Linked DNA regions of Sus scrofa: region 2 is linked to region 1. Evidence: chromatin contacts called from public Hi-C data. All regions are on one chromosome and are shown on one strand. Each heading gives the region's core, a stretch centred on a gene start, on an enhancer-like site or on the middle of the called end of the contact. The rest is flanking DNA. Distances are from core to core; before and after follow the strand shown.

Evidence for each region. A called contact is a pair of places that touch in the nucleus more often than the background predicts.
Region 2: a Hi-C map of embryonic fibroblasts shows a contact between it and region 1, with 4 times the contacts expected there. The contact joins the promoter of CKAP4 here to the promoter of TCP11L2 in region 1. A contact is called at or near these places in 1 of 5 promoter capture datasets (liver), 18 of 47 Hi-C or Micro-C datasets (alveolar macrophages, blood, embryonic fibroblasts and 10 more) and 2 of 2 datasets of contacts at active chromatin or transcription factors (alveolar macrophages and skeletal muscle).

Annotation. Positions count from the first base shown.
Region 1 is chr5:13,983,850-13,990,791 of Sscrofa11.1, reverse strand. TCP11L2 (T-complex protein 11-like protein 2) reads left to right here and starts at 3,334. Exons shown (of 10, transcript XM_021091578.1): 1 at 3,334-3,404.
Region 2 is chr5:14,017,253-14,024,194 of Sscrofa11.1, reverse strand. CKAP4 (cytoskeleton associated protein 4) reads right to left here and starts at 3,064. Exons shown (of 3, transcript NM_001244631.1): 1 at 2,419-3,064. The coding sequence starts at 2,874.

The DNA.
Region 1 (6,942 bases), core at 2,085-4,584:
TGGATCTGATGTGGCTGTGGCTGTGGCATAGGCCGGTGGAGCTAGCCTGGGAACCTCCATATGCTGTGGGTGTGGCCCTAAAAAAACAAAAAGACAAAAAAATAAAAAATAAATTCAGTATTTTCACAAGAATATGAAAAAGCTAAAAATGAATGGATACATTTCCCAAAATTGAAAAATAAATAAATGAATAAGAAATAAGGAACTCCGCTTGAGCATTAAAATTCATTTTTCCACAGTTATGCTGTACTCACATTTTCAGGATTTGCTGATGATGTACATAATGATGTCGACTGAAAAGAATGCACAACTGAAAAGGTGAAGGTTATGTTTTATTTAGTGGCATTTTTAGGATTTCACATGACTCTAAGAGACTGCTCTGAGGAAGGGAGAGGAGGAGCCAAGATATATGGAAGTTTTTGCAACAAAGCCGAGGTCATTGGAAAATCAAAAGATTACTGTTAATAAGAGAATAACAGGAAGTTCCTGCTATTGCACAATAGGATCAGTGACGTCTCTGCAGCATTACCATACAGGTCCGATACCCGCTGACACAGGTGGTTAGGGATCCGGCATTGCCTCAGTTGCAACTTATTCTCAGACCGGTGGCTCACATCTCATCCCTGGTCCAGGAACTCTACATGTTGCAGGGCAGCCAAAAAAGAAAGAAAGAAAACAGGGAGCGTGAGAGAGAGAGAGAGAGAGAGAGAGAGAGAGAGAGAGAGAGAGAGAGAGAGGGAAAGCAAGAGTGAGAAACAGATAGTTCAAGGAATTTAGTGCTTTTCTGTATATGGGAAGATGCAAGAGTCTGGGCTCACTGAAATCATTCCTTCGATATGTACTCAGCTCTCTAGGGCCAGTATGCTGTGTTTCTTCATCCCGAGTTTCCTCTTGTGCACCATTGGGGGTGGTGCAGTGGCTGACTGATGGATGGGCTTGGCAGTGGGCAGCTCTTTTGCCTCTGTCCCAAGTTCCCTCAGGGCTCACCGTGTGGGCAGCTGTAATGTAAAGGCTTGATGGCTGCAACATCCTCGTTTACTGATATGGCAGGCAATATTTTAGTTTTCAGAGGTGTACGTGTAACACAATGTCATGGCCAGGAATCCCTACAAAGGAATCAGTCAGAAATGCCTTGTTATTGCTCTTTGATCCAGATTTTCTTGCAGCAGAATTTCTTTTGTTTTTTCCCCTCTGACTGCTTCGTATATGCATATGAGACAAGAATGGACAGCTTTGTATTTTAGGAGAGTTGCCACCATGTCATTCTCCTTGCTATCTAGAAGGCACGACCACCCCAGTACCTGGTCCAAGCACCCTTCTAGAGTAATGGAATATTGGAAACGAATCCGACTAGGAACCATGAGGTTGTGGGTTCAATCCCTGGCCTCGCTCAGTGGGTTTAGGATCTGGCATTGCTGTGAGCTATGTTATAGGTCGAAGACGTGGCTCGGATATGGTGTTGCTGTGGCTGTGGTGTAGGCCGGCAGCTGCAGCTCTGATTAGACCCCTAGCCTGGGAACCTCCAAATGCCTCAGGTGTGGCCCTAAAAAAGCAAAAAGCAAAAAAAAAAAAAAAGCTAGAGTAATGGAATGTGATTATAAATACTTTGGGCATGTAGTTGACTCAGTGCTGGTATGCTTGTTGACATGTCATGGAAGTTAGATAATTATGCCAATATATAATACTTTGCAGGTGACACTGTGTGTGTGTGTAGAGAAGCCATGAAATGAGTTTTGGTTTCTATTCTTGACCAGCCAATTCAGTGAGTCACTGAATATTCCTTGGCTCAGTCATAGCCCATTAATACCTTCCACTGGAACCCCCTGGAACCCAGGTAAAAGCTATTGTACAGACATCTGAATGTTTGGGGCTCATTTTTTTTTTATTCTCAAAAAGTATTGTAATTATTTAATTCCACTACCACATTGCTTTATAATTAAAGGAAAGAAAACATTAGAGCTCACAAGTGGGGAAAAACATGTTTTTATTTATTTATTTTTTGATGTTTTCATTTTTTTCTTTAGGGCCACACCCACTGCATGTGGAAGTTCCCAGGCTTGGAGCTGAATCGGAGCTACAGCTGCCGGTCTACACCATAGCTCACAGCATCGCTGGATCCTTAATCCACTGAGTGGGGCCAGGGATCGAACCCACATGCTCATGGTTCCTTGTCGGGTTCATTAACCACTGAGCCATCAAGGGAACTCTGCAAAACATGTTTTTAAAATCAAAGTAAGCTCCATGCGCTCTGACTATCTAAGAATTGGGCTTGAAAAGAACAACTTAAAATGTAAAGATTAGTATTCCAGCCACCACCCCTCAACATAAATTATTCTGACAGACCTTAGCAAAGGCCTTTTGTAAATCTATTCCTTACCATAGTTTACATAAAAAGCTCTTTTTGTTATCCTAACTTAAAAAAATATGAATACAAAGGAGATGGGAAAGTTATTGTACAGTGTTAATAGCCCACCACCACTAAGGTGTTCTTAGCATGACATTCAAATGATGACTGTAGAATCATTGCATAGCAATGTGAAATTACATTAATGATGTATGGGTGAATACATTCTCACTATAAAAAAAATAAGCCATTTGTATGTCTATAGAATAAATGAGCAACATCTTCCAACGTGCCTCCTAAACAGTTTGGAGGCTAAATTTTTAGTTCATTTCTATGCATTTCATACATACAAAATACATCCGTGCTTCTCTAGTGCCAGCTCTCTCTCCAGCATAAATGGAATCCCCGCATAATGACTGTTCTATAACTCATGTTTTTATGTTGAACACTCTGAGGAGTCACATTTCTTCATCTTTTCCTTTATATCTTCTGGGTTTTGCCTCTTATTTTAGAAGCTCTTCCCTGATCCCACTGGGTATTCCAATTGATTTTTTTTCCCCTGTTTTTTCTGCAGCATATGGAAGTTCCCAGGCGAGGGATGGAATCAGAGCCGCAGCTGCCAGCCTACGACTCAGCCACGGCAACGTGGGATCCAAGCCACATATGCAGCCAACACCAAGGCTTGCGGCAATGCTGGATCCTTAACCCACTGAGTGAGGCCGGAGATCAAACCCACATCCTCATAGATACTAGTCAGGTTCTTAACCCTCTGAGCTATAATGGGAACTCCCCAGTTGATTTTTAAATTGAGGGCCTAAATTTTCGTCCATGGTTGAGTAGGACTAGGAAGACATTTAGAAGGATCTGCCCGCTGGCCCCGAGGTGGGGTACAGAGCATGAATGTCTCCGTGGATCCTGAGCCATCATTTCTTTGGCTTCTCATAGGTGCTCCTTTGAGCTTCACCTCTCCCTGGCCCCGCCCACTTCCCCGTCCAGGAGCTGTCTTCTCTGCTGTCCGCATTCTCTCTTTTTCTTTCCCGGGGACAACAATACTTCCCAGGTAAGTGAAGGGAGCTCACAGAGGGTGAAGGGGAGTAGTAATTAAGAATGGTTTTCGCCATGGAGACCAGCCTCGGGGGTTCCTGGGGGGCGGGCAGAGGAAGTGGGATGGACAGACAATTGGGGGATTTTTTGGATGCAAACTGTTATATTTGGAAGGATGGTCAGTGGAGTCCTACTCTACAGCACAGGGAAATGTGTGTGATTGGGTCCCTTTGCCATACAAATTGAAACAACATTGTAAATCAGCTATACTTTAATAATAAAAAAAAGGATTGATTTTCTTTTTAGTATGCTAGGTGTGAAGGTAAAGGCAATTGGAATGAGAAATAACCTCCAAGTTTACACCAATTCGGTTCCGAGGAGTCAGGGGGAAAACTGGTTTTGGTGCATTGGAAACATGATCAAGCATCAATATTTTGATTCTCTCGCAAAACTGGTCGATGATCTAAACCTGCCTTATATTCAAGAACAAAAGGGAAAAAAAAATTGCAAAATCTGCCAGGAAGGTGTGGTTAAATTTTGAACATTGCGTGACTGGCTATCCAGTTTGTATCCAAATTATTTTTCTTCCTTCTATTATCTATTGCCTTTTTCCTCCCTTTTCTGCTTTTTAGGCCTTCTCAGAGCCATAAGATGGACAAGGGAGAGAAAAAGAGATGGGATTCAATTTAATCAATTTTTCTAGTTACAGTGGAGTTACATCTTTTTTGGGGGGGTAGTGGTGGGGGAACCAAGGCATATGGACATTCCTGGGCTGGGGATCTAATCTGAACCACAGTTGTGACCTATACCACAGCTGCGGCAACGCCAAATTCTTAACCCACAGTGGAGTCATATCTTATATGAGGGGATAGCTTCTAAAGGGAGAACAGAAGGTCAAAAATCATGTGCAAAGTTAACCTTGAAAATTCCTTAAATGGGCCATAAGGTCTGGGAAATAGCTAGGTTGTGTTTTGTTTGTTTTTGCCTACAGCACTGAAATAGACATATGTTTCTTAGCTTTAGCACTACATAAAATAATTGATTTGTATTTGGGGAGATAAAGAGAAAATAAAAACCTTCAAACACTAAACTCCTATTCTGTGTGGTGAGATCAGGACCAGCTACATCTTTTTCGAGGCCCAGTGCTAAATGAAAATGCAGAGCTCCTTGCTCAAAAATCACTGAGAATTTCAATTTGGCAGAAACAGAGCATTGAAGCAAGTGTGGGGCTCTACTAAGTGTAGGATCTTGAGCCATTGCCTGCCCTTGAACCCAGCTTTGGATAAAAAGCTTGGAAGGTTGTGAGAAGCTTGGAAACTGAGATCAACCCAAGAAGAGAAACCTCACAACTCGCACAGAGAGAAGAAAGGGTTAACATCACTGCCAGGGGACCAATTACCCTGCTGTGCTCCCTACTCCCTGTCAACCCCCCCCCCCCTCCCCTTGGTAAATTTTTTCTTTACCAAGCAAAAATTTTGATCTGCCCTTCGTCCTTTGCCAAAGGCAATAGATCAAATTTAGTCTATTGTGTAATTTACAGGGGCAAACTGCATTCCTGTGAGTCCTCTAAGTGATTCAAAAAAGGAAAGTTAGAAAAATTAGGTGTGATAATATATCTTCTTCAAATAAAAAGCTAATTATTTTACTTACTGAAAAGCTTGTCTTTTCAGACATTTTTTCCAGAAGGTCATGAACATAACCTGAGCAAGGAGAATTGTATTCTATGACTGTATATGATGCAAGCCTACCTTTTTTTTTTTTTTTTTTAAGGGCTGCACCTGTGGCATAGGAAGTTCCTGGCTAGAGGTCAAATCAGAGCTACAGCTGCTGGCTTACACCACAGCCACAGCAACACTAGATCCAAGCCACATCTGCAACTGGCTTGTAGCAACGCTGGATCCTTAACTCACTGAGTGAGGCCAGGGATCAAACCGGCATCCTCATGGATACTAATGGGGTTCTTAACCTGCTGAGCCACAACGGGAACTCCAAGGCTCTTTTTTTTTCTTTTTTTTCCTTTTCTTTTTTTTTTTTTTTTTTGCTCGTTTTAAGGAAACACCTTAATATTTTACAATACTATATTTCTTCAAAAGTACTTTTTATATATAAGCCAGGCTACGGGCAGTTGGTCAGGTAATTGACCAGAAGGTTTCCAGATAGCAAGTTATTTAACATTGATGTAATGGAAGACTTTTTTCCAGGATATTTTCCCTCCCTGTCATGACTCTGATGTTACCTTACCTCCTCCACTTCAAGGTTTCACCCAGCACATGCTGAAACTTGACTTAACTGCTCTGACAAAAACTGCTTCCTTGTGGCTTTGAGAGTTATGTATTGAGCTTTAAAATAAGTGCCATGCCCAGGGTCAAGCAGCTGGTGACCCAGGTAGACTGGACAACCTCTCCTGACTCATGTTTACCTGCTTCACGTTATGTAATATGGCAAAAACAATACTTAACAAGCTCCTACAAAGCTAACAAAGGACGCAAAACTGCAATGTGTCATTGCCACAGTGTCCAGAAGTTTGGGGGATATTTTTAGTTAGTCTTTCTATTGCGCAGTTTTTAGGGTGGTGATGGCAGTTGTGTGGTGGTTGTTATTTGGCAAGGCTTAGAAATGGAGGCTTCTGTTAACCCGACTGCTGATTCCAACAAACAATATAAACAAGGTTCATGGGAAAGGGTGGCGTAGTATTTTCTCTTTAATCTCTTGGTTTGTTTCAAGTTGTGTATTTTAGGAGAGGGGAGGAAAGAATGGAATAAGGAGACAAATACAAATTTATACAGACCATAGCTAAGGTTCTGAGTAGTTTGCCAAATAGTTTCAACAACTAACATTGACTGAGTGCTTACTGCATACAGCTCTAAGCTCTTCACATGCTTTATCTCGTTTCATCCCCACAGTAGGCCAATGAGACAATTATCATGTTTCCCCATTGGCCAAGATCTCATAGTAGTAAATATCAGAGCCAGGGTTTGAACCCAAGAGGAGTCCATGGTGTTACACCAAATGAATCCATCTAGGTTAACTGGCTTTCTACCCTCTTTTGAAATGCTGCCTGTCTGTTTTTTTTGGTTTTGGGGTTTTGTTTGTTTGTTTTTGTCTTTTTAGGACCGCACCCACTGCATATGGAGGTTCCCAGGCTAGGGGTTGAATTGGAACTGTAGCTGCCGGCCTACGCCACAGCCACAGCAACGCGGGATCCGAGCCGCGTCTGCAACCTACACCACAGCTCACAGCAACGCCGGATCCTTAACCCACTGAGCAAGGCGGGGGATCGAACCCACAACCTCATGGTTCCTTAGTCGGATTCATTAACCGCTGCGCCAGGACGGAAACTCCTTTTTGTTGTTTTTAGAAACCAATTTTGCCTCCACAATCCAGACATGATATCAGGGCTAAATGGAAATACTTGAGCCTACACAAAAATCACTCACATTCTTGCATGAAAGTGTCTCCCAAATAACACCAGTTTACACCTGGCAGAGGATACAGTGTGCAGTTGGGGGAAGGGTATTTCTGTACACCCTGAAGCACACCCACAACGGAGCTGA
Region 2 (6,942 bases), core at 1,815-4,314, 34 kb before region 1:
ATGAGTAATAATAATAAAAACTATGTCTCTCAAACCCCAGCCCCTACCAAGCCTCACATAGAGTTAAGGGGCTCAAATTCAGGTTATAAAGAGGACCCATCACTACTCATTCCTCAATGCAAACTAACATTTACTGGCCATCTGGAGGTGCAGAGAGAAGTGGCCACACACAGTGGCAAATCCGATGTGGCCAATGGCCACGTCCTGAGTTCCGAGTCAATGAAAGAAGCATTCATTGAGCCCCTAATAGGTACCAGGCAAGGCCTGGGAAAGACAGCACAATGAACAGGTGGGTGGTTAAGAGTGTCCTAGGAGTTAACTCCAGTTTGAATAGCCCTACCACTTGCTAGCTGTGTAACCATGAAAAGTTTACTTAGCCTCTCGTGCTCACTTTCCTCGTCTGTGAAAAGGGGATCAAAACAGTATTTACCTGGCAGGGTTGTGGGAATCAAAAGAGATGAGTGCATAATAAATATGAGGCATCAGCTCGATGACACGATTCAATATTAGCTTGATTACATTACTAAATGAAAGGTCACTGTTTCAATGGTTTACAGCCAGGTGGATTCCTAACAATCTGGGCAGAGCGCTCCCCTTACTGTGGAGACGGGAAAAGGGAGCCCCAAAAGGAAAGGAATCTGTACAAGGCTGTTGATGGAGATGGGGTGGGAACCAGAACGGAGAAGGGAGGGGAGGGAGGAAGCAGAGAGAGTAAAGCCCAGTTTCTTCCACCTGGATTCAAGACCTCCACCACCTAGGCCTCGACTTCACCTGCCCCTCTCACTGCTCCCTAAATGTTACTCTGCTCCAGGCAGGGGGACCACCTGCTGTCCCCAAACAAGCCTGTGTGTTCTTCATTCCTTCTGTCAACAGTGAACCATCTCTGTCTAGATCTAGACTGGCATGGCCCTGACCGCCAGGATACAGGTCTGGGCAAACTCCACATTCCATCTTCTGCACTCGCACAGTGGTTTCCCTTAACTGAAACCTACCTGTGGGCTGCTCCACAAGCAGGATTTGTCTTTTGCACCTTGGGAGCCTCCACAGGGCCTACACGGAGCCACACTATCAGACTTCACCAAATATTATGATTGATTGGTGAGTGGGTGGATCAAAGAGAGGAAACTGAGAGGCTAGTGATTATACTCCAGCAGTCTGTTTTTTAAGAATGATTTGACATTCAAGATAGGCGAAGCAGCACTGTCTACTTTATTCCCTTCAAAAAGTCACCTCCCTTGGCCTGCAGCATGGAGCAAGATGACTCACTCCAGTTGCTCTGCCAGTCTTAAGAGGAAATTCCTAGTCTTGCATACTCCACACAAGTCGATAGAAACTTGGCAGGGCAGGCAGCATGCTGGGAAAAGGAGGCAGCAGTTCCGGGCTCAGAAGTGGTGGCGGGATTTTTTGTTTCGATCGTGCAACCAACTTTCATTGAGCAATGGCATCAGTGGAGGATGGAGGAGGAGGAATGAGACTGAGGGAGCTGCCCTTGGTGTAGAGAAAAGACAGAAAGGGAGGAACCTATGCAACTTTGTGTTGAAAGTTGGGTCCATCCACACCTGAAATAGGCCCCTGTGTACACTGAACCGAAAGGGCCAAGACACTGTCATGCAGTCTGCCTATCTGCTGGGGTCTTTATCGATTCACTAAATCTCCAGACCTCAATTTTCTGGTCTGGAAAATGGAGTCAAAACTGCCAGTTCTCCCTCCCTCCCAAGGTTGCTACAAAGATTAGGTCATAAATGAGTAAGCCCTCTAAACACCATATAAATGTACCCCGTGGTGTTATTCACCAGTGTGACCTAGTCTTTTTGGCCTTGCCTTTCCTCTAAAGCTGAAATATGCTCTTCCAAGGCTCAAATAGGTACATTGGTCCAATAAAGGGCAAGGGACCTAAAGATATAAAATATTCCATTATAACTACACAAATGAGTAATCGAGTAAGATTACTAGCTTCTCCTTCTCCGGGCTCCAGGTCTATTAAAAACTGGCTCAGATGTCGCCCACCTGGCGAGCAGAGGCACGGCCTTGCCGGAGGCTTCCAGGGATGCACTGGCTTCCCTTCCAACCACCTCTTTAGACAACTCTGCCCATTCAGTGGTTCCTAATCCAAAAAGAATGGTCTCCCCAGAGGCCGCCGGCTTCCTTACAGGTCACCGCTAATGTCCTGTGACAGGCCCTTGGCCCACCCTCCGGGACTGGCCTGACCATCCTCGAAGCGGTCCATCCCTCGGGGCCGATTCCTCAGCGGCCATTAACAAAGAGGGTCTGGGGACCGCCTCAGAACTAGGGGGCCGGGGAGGGGGCCTCTCAGGTCTCTGGCGAAGGACACCAGGCCTGGGCCGGCAAGGGGCCCGGCTGTGGCTGCGGGGGCCGCAGACTGGCGGACGGGGGTTGAGGGGACCCGGGAGCACCCACCTTCTGCTCGACGCCCTGCAAGCCCTGACCCAGCTCCTCCCTCTGCCGGGAGAAGTCCTGGTGGCTGCGCCGGACCTGCTGGACCTCCTCCAGGACGTGGTGGACACACCAGCCCGAGAAGGCGGCCGCCGCCACCAGCGCGAGGTAGAAGAGAAAGTTGAGCGCCCGGCCGAGCCTGCGCGAGCAGGACGCCGAGGACGAGGCGGCAGCAGCTGCGGCGGCGGCGGCAGCGGAGGAGGACTTGCCGCCGCGGTGGCCGCCCCTACCGTGCGCCTGGTTCTGCGGATGCTGCGGCGGGTGCTGCTGCGGGTGCGGCGCGGGCGGCGCCGGCTGCTGCGGCGCCGGCGGCGGCTTCTTCGCCACGTCATCCGCGCCGCCCGACGGGTGGGCGCCCTTCTCCGAGGGGCTCGCGGCGCCGTGGCCGCCCTTGGAGCCCCTTTGTTTGGCCGAGGGCATGGCGGGCGCGGCGGCGGGTGAGGCCGCGGGCTACGAGGCGAGCGAGCGGGGCGCGCGGCCCGGGAAACTTCCTCGGGCTCCCCCGGGGCTGGGCGAGCGGCACGCGGGCGCTGCTGGCGTCGGAGCGGCCGCGAGAGAGAGCGAGAGAGAGAGCGAGAGAGCGAGAGCGGGCGGGCGGGCGAGGAAAGAGGCCGGGCGAGGGAGGAAGGAGGAGGGGGCCTGCCTCCGCCGCCGCCGCTGCCGCCGCGGCGTCGACCCCGCCTCCCGGGAAGGGAGGCCGGCAGAGCCGAGCGGGGAGCGCCTGCCACGCACGCGGGGGCCGGCGGGCGGCCCCTCCCCCTGCCGCCACGACCCCAAAGAGGGAGGGCCGAGCCCGGGGCGGCCCAGCGGGGTCCACGCGGGCTACGACAGGGCGGGGGGAGAGGGGCGGCCGAGGGGAAGGTGGCGGCCCAGCCGGGGATGCGGGAGCCGGGGTGGGATGGGGGACAACCGAAGGGCGAGGGGCGGCCCAGCGGGGTCTGTGGGGTCCAGGGGTCGGGGGGTCGGCAGAAGGGAAGGTGGTGGCCTAGTGGGGTTTTCTGGGGCCCGGGAGAGTGGGGTGGGGGGGCTGAGGATGGTGTCCCAGTCGGGTCAACGGAGGTCGGAGCAAGCGGCTGAAGTGGCCGAGGTGGGAGGGGGCAGAAGGCAGCCAGGGTGGGGAGCAGCCAGGCTGGATCTACGGAGGCGGGAGCCGGCAGCCGAGGTGGCCACAGGGAGGGGGTGGAGGGCCGGGTTGATGAGACCCGGACTGGCGACTGAGCTGGGGCCACGGGGCCCCCTGGGATAGGCGGCCGAGATGGGGGTGGCCCGGCGAGTCTGAGGGAGGAGAGCCGGGCAAGACCCGGTGCAGCGGGCTAAGTGCGAGCCCCCCTCCCTCTGGACCAGAGCGGGAAGGAAACGAAGGAGGGCGCCCCAGGAGCCCTGCCCCTGGGAGTAGGAGTAAAGGGGCGGGAACGGATCCCCCCCAGTCCTTCCCGCGGGGAGTTGGGAACATCCCCGCCCCTCCCCATCCCACCCTCCAGGCCTACGAGGGTTGGACCTTGTCTCTTTTCCTGGGGTTTGAAGGCGGAGGCAGAAAGGGCTTTATGAAAAGCAGTCGGCTCCAGTGGCATGTTTAGGGAGAGTTAGCAAAGATTCTTGCACTGTGCCAAGACTGTTCAAGGGGACAGACTTGAGCGTCCCACTTAGCCCAGCCGGTCCACTGTCGACGCTGTTGACTTTTTTCTGAAGCCCTTTCATCTCCATTTTCCCTTTGGGGGCCGCTCTCTGTCCACAGTCCCTGCTACGGACAGGCTCTTTGCTACATGCTGGGAAGGCGGCAGTGGCAGCAATGAGAGGGAAGCAGATCAGGTTGTCGGCCGTACTTTGGTAGAAGAAAATAGAACTATGCCAGGCTCTGGCTCTGCTTAGCAACGTACATACATGTTCTCAAAACCTCCCAAAAACCTTCTGAGGTCGGAATTATATTACCCACTTTCTAGGAAAGAAACAGGCTGAGCCGCACCCCAACTGACTGGCTCAAGGTCACACACAACCATGATTTGAATCTTGATCTGCTGCTTTCAGGGCCTATGCTGCTTAATAGGCCGCAGAGAAATTAAGCAATTTGCCTACTCTCAAAAAGGCTAGCTGATGCTGGGGCAAGGAGAGAGCTCCCCTCTACAAGCTGCTTTCCCCCTGAATCTGGTGTCTGCGGTGTGTTTCTGAGGTGTTGTTTCTTCTGCCTGGAAACTTCTCCCAGTTCTGTCTTTAAAAACAAACAAACAAACAAACAAAAAAAAAAAAACTCCCAATGAACCTATCTGCAAAACAGAAACAGACTCAGAGTTCCCGTCGTGTCACAGCAGAAATGAATCCGATTAGGAACCGTGAGGTTGCTGGTTCGATCCCTAGCCTCCATCAGTGGGTTAAGGATCAGGTGATGTGGTGCGCTGTGTTGTAGGTCCCAGACTCAGCTTGGATCCTGCATTGCTGTGGCTGTGGCTTAGGCCCGGAGCTGTAGCTCCAATTCGACTCCTAGCCTGGGAACCTCCATATGCATGGGTGCAGCCCTAAAAAGCAGGGAAAAAAAAAGAAAGAAAGAAAGAAAGAGACTCATGGACATAGAGAACAAACAAGTGGTTGCCAAGGGGAGGGGGGGGAAGTGGGATGGACCTGGAGTTTGGAGTTAGTAGATGAAAACTATTGCATTTAGAATGGATAAGCAATGAGGTCCTACTGTATAGGACAGGGAACAGTCTCTTGGGATAGACCGTGATGGAAGATAATATGAGAAAAAGGATACACACACGACTGGGTCACTGTGCTGTACAGCAGAAATTGACACAGCACGGTAAATTAACTATCCTCTAAAAAATAAAATTTTAAAAACGCTCCCTGTTCTTAAGGCCTAGTTCAAATACCCCCCTTTAAGACATGATATCTCTCATGGGACTTAGAGACAGAAAGTAATCACAACGCAAGGCATTGTGTATGTTAATTCAACATAACAAAACTTTGTGGAGGGTCCACTATATACCAGACAGATGTGTGAAAACTACAAGCCTCTCCTCTTTTGGAGGACAGGAAGCAACCATTGCTTATATTGGTGTATCTCAATTTAAGTTTTAAAAAATCTCTAATGGATTAAGTGGATACATGTGCCTCTCCTCAAGGGGCCTGCATTGCATTTGAAGAACTGCGCAGAAACATTTCGAGGGCTAAATTATACAGTTGAGAATATAAATGTAAAGGGAACTTGGAAAGCAAACCCTTGGGGCTGCACATGGGGAAGTCTTCTGAGGCGGAAAGTTCTTGAGCAAAGCCTTGAAGAATGAATTTGCATAGGAGGAGAGCAGGGAGGATATTTCTGTGGCAGAAACCCGCTGAACCCAGGACACCTGTCTGACATGAAGGGTGTGAGCTACAATTAGGAAAGAGAGAGATGAGCTGGGTGGAGTGGGTCCGGATTGCAGAGGTCCATAGAAGCCAGCCAGTTGAACAGAGGAGTCGCTGTTAGTGGGGAAAGCCAGGGTAGATTATAGCAGGTTCTGGACTAGAAATACAATCATTTGCCCCAGACAGAGAGCAATGTCCCCACTGCAACTAAATACTGGGAGCTCCAGGAGAAAACTCCTAGTTCAACACGCCTACCACTGACCTATGAAAGGGGAAAGGAGATGGCAGAGGAAAGCAGACCTACTCATCAAAGGTGCTGGAAGAACCTCCTTTAAAAATTTCAGCTAAATTCAGATTGTGTTTAAAAATCTCTAGTGCACAAAAGAGTAACCATCGTCCTTCAAGCAGTCATCTGTGTTAGGGCAGCGGGAGTGATAACTTGCAAAGCAGCTTTGGCGGCCCAGCCCAGCTCAGGCCTGGACTTTTTAGCCTTAGTTCTGCCCCCTAACGAACTCTGTGACCTTGAGAAGTGTACTTAATCTCCTCTCTAGATTTCAAGGTCAACACTTCTGTATCTCTACACGCTTTTCTGATTAGCAATCTATTTCTTAGAGAAAATAGTCATGTGATTATTATAAGAAATAATTAAATTTTTAGAAGTTGATTTAGAATATAGGCCAGATATAAGAATGGCAGGTAGCTAAACTTTCTGCCTCTGCTGAGCATTGGAAGAATGTGGGAGTGGGGAGGGTACCGTGGCTATTATTAGTGTTTCTCTCTTGTCCTTTTCCTTTAGGAAGCAGTGAAATATAATGGTTAAGACACAGGCTCTAGGGATTCCTTTGTAGCTCAGTGTTATCACTGCTATGGCTCTGGTTACAGCTGTAGCATGGGTTTGATCCCTGGCCCAGGAACTTGTGAAGGCTGTGAGCGGGACCAAAAAAAGAAAAAAAGACACAGGTTTTGTAATAGACTGACTTGGGTCCAAATTCGACTCCATGACTGGCTGGGGCATGTGACTTCTCTGAACCTCTGTGTCTTCACCTGAGAGAATGGGATATTAAGAACTATTTCACCTGGTTGCTGTGAGCGTTAAATGAGACACCATATGATACTGGGCACACATCAGGGCTCAGTGAATGAAGGGTAGCT